Linked DNA regions of Sus scrofa: region 1 is linked to region 2. Evidence: chromatin contacts called from public HiChIP or PLAC-seq data. All regions are on one chromosome and are shown on one strand. The core of a region is the stretch at or near the end of the contact, and the rest is flanking DNA. Distances in the headings are between cores, read along the strand shown.

Region 1 (2,949 bases), core at 170-2,669, 39 kb after region 2:
TCCCAAGACAGGGGTTGAATCTGAGCTGCAGCTGTGGCAACGCCAGTTCATTTAACCCACTGTGCTGGGCTGGGGATTGATCCCGCACCTCCCCAGCAGCTTGAGGCCCTGCAGTTGGGTTCTTAACCCACCCACAGTGGGAACTCCTAAAACTGATTCTGCGTGGATGGTAAGGTTATTTCCTCTACTAGCCATATTCAGCTAGAAATAAAATTGAAAAAAAAAAAAAAAAAAAAGAAGAGACATTTACCAAAGCAACCCAAACTCCAAGATAACTCTGCATTAAGTTCATTAGGAATATTAGACCTTGGGGACATAACGAGAAAGCCACAACTTAAAACTATTAGAGGACGTTTTTGGGAAATATCTTTATGACACCTGGGGGGCAGGATTTTGAAATTAAGATGTAGACTGAGCAAACCCTTAAATATGAATACATTTAACTACATTATAATTTCATTATTTAATATTATCAAAAGATTCTTTAAAGGAATAAAAAAAAAACCCTTAAATTCATTGAGTAATATTAAAAAAAAAAGTTAGAACTCAAAGCCTCTGCCCAAGAATTATCAAACCTTTATCGCCCCACCCATCTCACTGTAATGCCCCCGCCCCCACCTTGAGCAACCTGGCCCACTCCTTCCTGACCCCTGTTAGGAAAGCCATGTGGCCCTCTCCTCACTTCCCTCCTATAGGGGAGATACAGGCCCCGGAACAAACAGGAAGCTTATCTGAAGAACCCATTTTTCCCCAAGCAATCAGCAGGTCAGCAGACCTCTGACCTCTCCTCTCTTCCTGGGTTATAAAAACAGAGACAGGACATGGGGCCAGGGTCATCTCTCCCTGATTTATCAGAAAGTTGTCCCTTGTTGCACTAGCAGCAGCTTTTATCTCAATAAACTTTCTTTTGAAAAACAAACAAACCCTTAAAATGCATAGATTTTATTGTAAACAATGTAATCTGTAAAACAGAGACTTCTAATCATTACCACTTCAAAAGATCTTAATGGTTGAATCAGATAATGCCTGAAGTGGTTTAGCACAAGCCCTGAAATCAAGAAAAATATTCCATAAAATGATGAGCTTTCCAAATTTCCAGAAATCCCAACAGATTTCTTGGTTGAGCCTACATTCTATTACTTAATCATCCTAACAGGACCAGAGCCCCCACCCTCAAGAAGCAGAGGAATGATGACAATTAGCAAGGAGAAGATTTGGAATTCAAACCCAGACTTGGGGTTTCCTTTGATTGGGTTTGGCTTCAGATGACAGCTACTAAGCAGCATCTACAGCATCATTATCAGCTGCTCTCCACTTCTCACTCTTTTCCATCCATGCTCACTGCCCTGGCTTACCTTTTGAAAGGTTCCCTGGGTTTGACATCCTGTCACCTAGCTCTGCTTCCATGCTCTGGTCCAGTGACAGAACCGGCCAAGGTGGCCTAGAGACTTAAATACCTCTCTTGAAGCCACACCCTAGACCCACCCACTCCAGTCTTTCATCACCAGTCCACTAATCTGATCCTTGAGCCTTCTGGATCTTTTCCCATATCTGTCATTAACATGGTATTTATTGAGTATAGACTAGCTTTCCTTTTCAAGGTGGAATCCACAAACCAGCCTTATGGCATTACCTGGAAGCTTGTTAAAATGCAGCGCTTCCAGAGTTCCCATTGTGGCTCAGTAGTTGACGAATCCGACTGGCATCCATGAGGATGCAGTTTTGATCCCTGGCCTTGCTCAGTGGGTTGGGTGTCTGGCACTGCTGTGGCTGCAGTGTAGGCCGGGAGCTGCAGCTCCGATTTGACCCCTAGCCTCCATACGCTGCGGGTGTGGCCCTGAAAGGACAAAAGCCAAAAAAAAAAAAAAAGCAAAAAAAAAAAAAGCAGAACTTCTGCATACTGCTCAAAGAGTACACACTTTCAGCTTTAAGCTTAACAAGTTCTGTGGATGTTATGTACAGCCATGAAGATTGTAGCCAATGATTATAGCCAATGATACCAGGGCTGACAGTTAAGGCAGCCCTGGTGATCCAGTACCCAATATGGCTTAATCTCTTTGCCCTGACTTTCACCATTGTGGCTCAGGAACATGCCTGGCACTGTGCAAGATTTGACTACTTGTTGAATGGGAGGAACAGAAGGACCTAAACTCTATCTATCTGTCTGTCTGTCTATCTACCTATCTATCATTTGTCTAATTATCTTTTATCTATCTACCTACCTATTTTCTATCTATCTATCTATCATCTATTTTTATGGCTTCACCCTTGGCATATGGAAGTTCCTGGGCCAGGGATTGAATCCAAGACAAAGCTGCAACTTGGGAGTTCCTGTCGTGGCTCAGTGGTTAATGAATCTGACTAGGAACCATGAGGTTGCAGGCTTGCAATAAGCTTTGGTGGAGGTCGTAGACGTGGCTCAGATCCCGCGTTGCTCTGGCGTAGGCTAGCAGCTGTAGCTCCGATTTGACCCCTAGCCTGGGAACCTCCATATGCCATGGGTGCAGTCCTAGAAAATACAAAAATACAAAAAAAAAAAAAAAAAAAAAAAAAAAAAAGCTGCAACCTGTGACACACCTGTGCTGGGCTGAGGATCAAACCCACAACTCTGCAGCAACCTGAGCCACTGCAGTCGGATTCTTAACACATTGCACCACAGTGGGAACTTTAGGATCTAGACTTTTAAAATTAAATATCCCAGACATGCCTACCTAAGTCTGAAAAAGCCCATCTCAAGGATAAGCCTGAGAGAAAAAGAAGATGACATGAATGAATGTGTGTCTTAGTGGTGGTTTTAAACCATCTCTGAATATTATGAGCCTCAGGGGAGTTTTAAAAAAAATGCCTGGGACTCCACCCCAGAGTCATCAGCTCTGTGAGTGTGGCCAGGCATAAGGATTTGAACGCAATCCTCAGGTGATTCTAGAACCAGTATGTTGATAACTAGCT
Region 2 (3,197 bases), core at 145-2,644:
CTTCTGGTGTCTGCCCTCCTTGTGGCTGAAGTTGGTACAGGGGCTTGCTGTAGGCTTCCTGATGGGAAGTACTGATGCCTGCCCACTGGTAGGTGGAGCTGATTCTAATCCCTCTGGTGGGTGGGGCTTAGTCTCTGGATGGGGCTAGAGGCAACTGTGTGCCTGAGGGGTCTTGAGGTGGCCTGTTTAGTGAGGGATGGGGCTGTGACCCCACCTGGATTGTTGTTTGCCCTGGGGCTTCTCAGCACTGATGGGTGGGGCCAGATTTTCCTAAAATGGCCACCTCCAGAGAAAGGCACTGCTGCTGAATATTCCGAGAGCTTTGCTTCCAATGCCTTCCTCACAACAAGCCACATTCACCCCTGTTTTCCCAGGATGTCCTCCAAGAACTGCAGTCAGCATTGACCCAGATGCCTATGGAGACCTTGCTCTGCCCTGGGACCCAGTGCACGTGAAAGTCTGTGTGTGCCTTTTAAGAATGGGGTCTCCATTTCCCCCAGTCCTGTGGTGCTCCTGTCACAAGCCCCACTGGCCTTCAATGCCAGATGCTCCAGGGCTCTTTCTCCCAGTGCCAGATCCCCACACGTGAGGGTTTGATGTGGGGCTCCGAACTCTCACTCCTGTAGGTGAGTCTCTGTGAACCAGTTAGTTTCCAGTCTGTGGAGCTTCCCACCTGGGAGGTATGGGGTTGTTTATATCATGTAATCACCTCTCCTACCTCTTTTTCTTCTGGAGTAGGATGTCTTTTTTAAGGTTTCCAGTCCATTTGGGTGGAGATTGGTCAGCCTTTAGGTGTGACTTTTGTTCTTTTTAGGAGAGAAGTTGAGCTCCAGTCCTTCTCTTCTGCCGTCTTAATCCTCTCTCAAGCAGCTCTAGTTTCTGAAGGGACAGAAAACATTTCTTTGCCTGGTCGAATAATTACATTTTCCTAACAGATTGACGAATGTCGTTTGGTATCTAGAGGAGGCCCATAAAAACTCTGTGGCTCAAAGACAGTCAGACACTTGGAGTTTATATGCTACCCAAGACCAAGGAGAAGGGGGTGGGGACCCAGGGTTTAAAGAGGAGGCAGACAGTGCCCAGGAGGAAGGGGGAGAGCAAAGGTTTGCCACTCCATGAAGTCAAAGTTTTTATAAATAGCTCTCTCCCTGGCATTGGCTCCAATTAGACTCCTGGCCTCAAACTTTGATATGCTGAAGGTGCCTAAAAGGCAAAAAGACACCAAAAACCAAACAAAAACTAAAAAACCTTGCCTTGAGGGGTAACCACAGAAGAATCACTGGCAGATTCTAAGACTACAGGTGATCTCGCTCTCCCAACCCCACCCCACCCCACCCCCGCCCCATCATGCCAGCAACCCAGGGTTAAGCTTGTCTTTTGTGCTCAGTAATTTCCTGCTTGCAACCCAGGGTTAAGCTTGTCTTTTGTGCTCAGTAATTTCCTGCTTTCGTTTTTGGAGATTTCCTTTTTTTCAGCGCCACACAGCTTAACCTCCGCCTCCCTGCGTGTTCCAGTGCTCCAGGCTCTGCTCCATGAATCCAGTAAGTCTTGGTATACCCTTCATCTGGCAGAGACTGGGCGCTGGGTTCAGCTACTCCTGGATATTTTTTTGTTGTTGTCGTTGTCTCTTTGGGGCCGCACCCGCGGCATAGGGAAGTTCCCAGGCTAGGGGTGGAATCTGAACTGCAACTACCGACCTCATGCCACAGCCATGGGGATGCTGGATCCTAAACCCACTGAGTGACACCAGGGATCAAGTTTGCCTCCTCATGGATACCAGTTGGGTGTATTGCTGCTGAGCCACAGCAGAACTCCTTGGCTACTCCTAAAGAGACCTCTGCCATTCCAGGGTGCAGCTGGGTCAGCCTGGCTCAGCCTGAGGGTGGAAAGACCCATTTTGCACACGAGAACGTAAGGGGCTGGCAGGTTAAGGGTTTGTGTGAGAAGAGGTGGGGGTGGGGAGATTACATCCATGTCCAGAGGCTCTAAGACTAGTGTTTAGGTTTGTGTTCTGACAACAGGAAAAATTGCCCTTATGTAATGTGTATGACCTGGGGACCACTGACTTCAGGCTCCTGTCTACTACCTGGCGCACTGTGTCTGCAGATATAAGGATGACATGAGGGACTTGGCAGCATCCTGGATTTGGTATCTGTGAAGGATGACTGTGTAGTGATTTATATTAAATCCCCTTGGTGTTTGTTACAGCCAGTAACTCTGTGAAGCTGTCTCTGCTGTTTATCATTGGCAGCAATTTTAAAATTGGTGATAAAATACACAACAAAATCCATTTAACTATTTTTAAAATTTTAAAGTTTTATGGATGTGTAGTTGATCTTTCTTTCTCTTTCTTTCTCTCTCATGCTCTCTTTCTCTTCCTTTCTCTCTTTTTTTCTTTTGCTTTTTAGGGCCACATGTGTGGCATATGGGAGTTCCCCTACTAGGGGTCAAATCAAAACTACAGCTGCCGGTCTACACCACAGCCACAGCAACGTAGGATCCAAGCTCACAGCAATGCTAGATCCCTAACCCACTGAGCGAGGCCGAGGCCAGGGATGGAGCCCACATCCTCATGGATGTTAGTCAGATTCGTTTCCCCTGCACCTCAACGGGAATCCCCGATGATGGCTGATTTTCAGTGTTTTGATCATTTCTGCTATATGGCAAAGGGGTTCAGGTAAAGACCATGGAATGCTTCATGACTTTGTGTGTCATCCTGTTGCAGGGGCCATGCTAATCTTCTTTGCAAGATTCCAGTTTTAGCAGAGGTGCTGGTGAGGCCGCCTCCCATGCTAAGCAGTTTTAAGTGTGCAGGTCACTAAGTTGACGTATGTTTACATATTTGCTGAGCAGCCAATCTCCAGACGCTTTTCATGCTGTAAACCTGAAACCGTGTCCCCATTGGACAAGGGCTTCTCATTGTCTCCTCACCCCAGCTCCGTTTGACTTTGTGTCTCTAAGGATCTAACTCCTTTGGGTACTTCATGGCGGTGGAAACACACAGTATTTGTCTTTTGGTGCCAGGCTCCTGTCACTTGGCACAATGTCCTCAAGCTTCCTCCAGGTGGTAGCACAGGTCAGATATTGCTGTCTTTGTGTTCCCTTCATGGCCCAGTGGTTAACGAACCTGAGTAGGATCCATGAGGATTTGGGTTCAGTCCCTGGCTTTGCTTGGTGGGTTAAGGATCAGGTGTTGC

What was found. HiChIP or PLAC-seq counts read pairs in DNA pulled down with a chosen protein or histone mark.
Region 1: a contact with region 2 is called in an H3K27ac HiChIP or PLAC-seq map of alveolar macrophages. The contact joins the promoter of DPRX here to the promoter of LOC100626407 in region 2. A contact is called at or near these places in 2 of 47 Hi-C or Micro-C datasets (adipocytes and alveolar macrophages) and 2 of 2 datasets of contacts at active chromatin or transcription factors (alveolar macrophages and skeletal muscle).

The regions. Positions count from the first base shown.
Region 1 is chr6:56,566,938-56,569,886 of Sscrofa11.1, forward strand. It overlaps DPRX (divergent paired-related homeobox), which reads right to left and starts at 1,420. Exons shown (of 3, transcript XM_013998736.2): 1 at 1,356-1,420. The coding sequence starts at 1,407.
Region 2 is chr6:56,527,475-56,530,671 of Sscrofa11.1, forward strand. LOC100626407 (cationic amino acid transporter 3) reads left to right here and starts at 1,395. Exons shown (of 13, transcript XM_013998732.2): 1 at 1,395-1,541. The coding sequence starts at 1,533. It also overlaps a transcript of LOC100626318 not described here.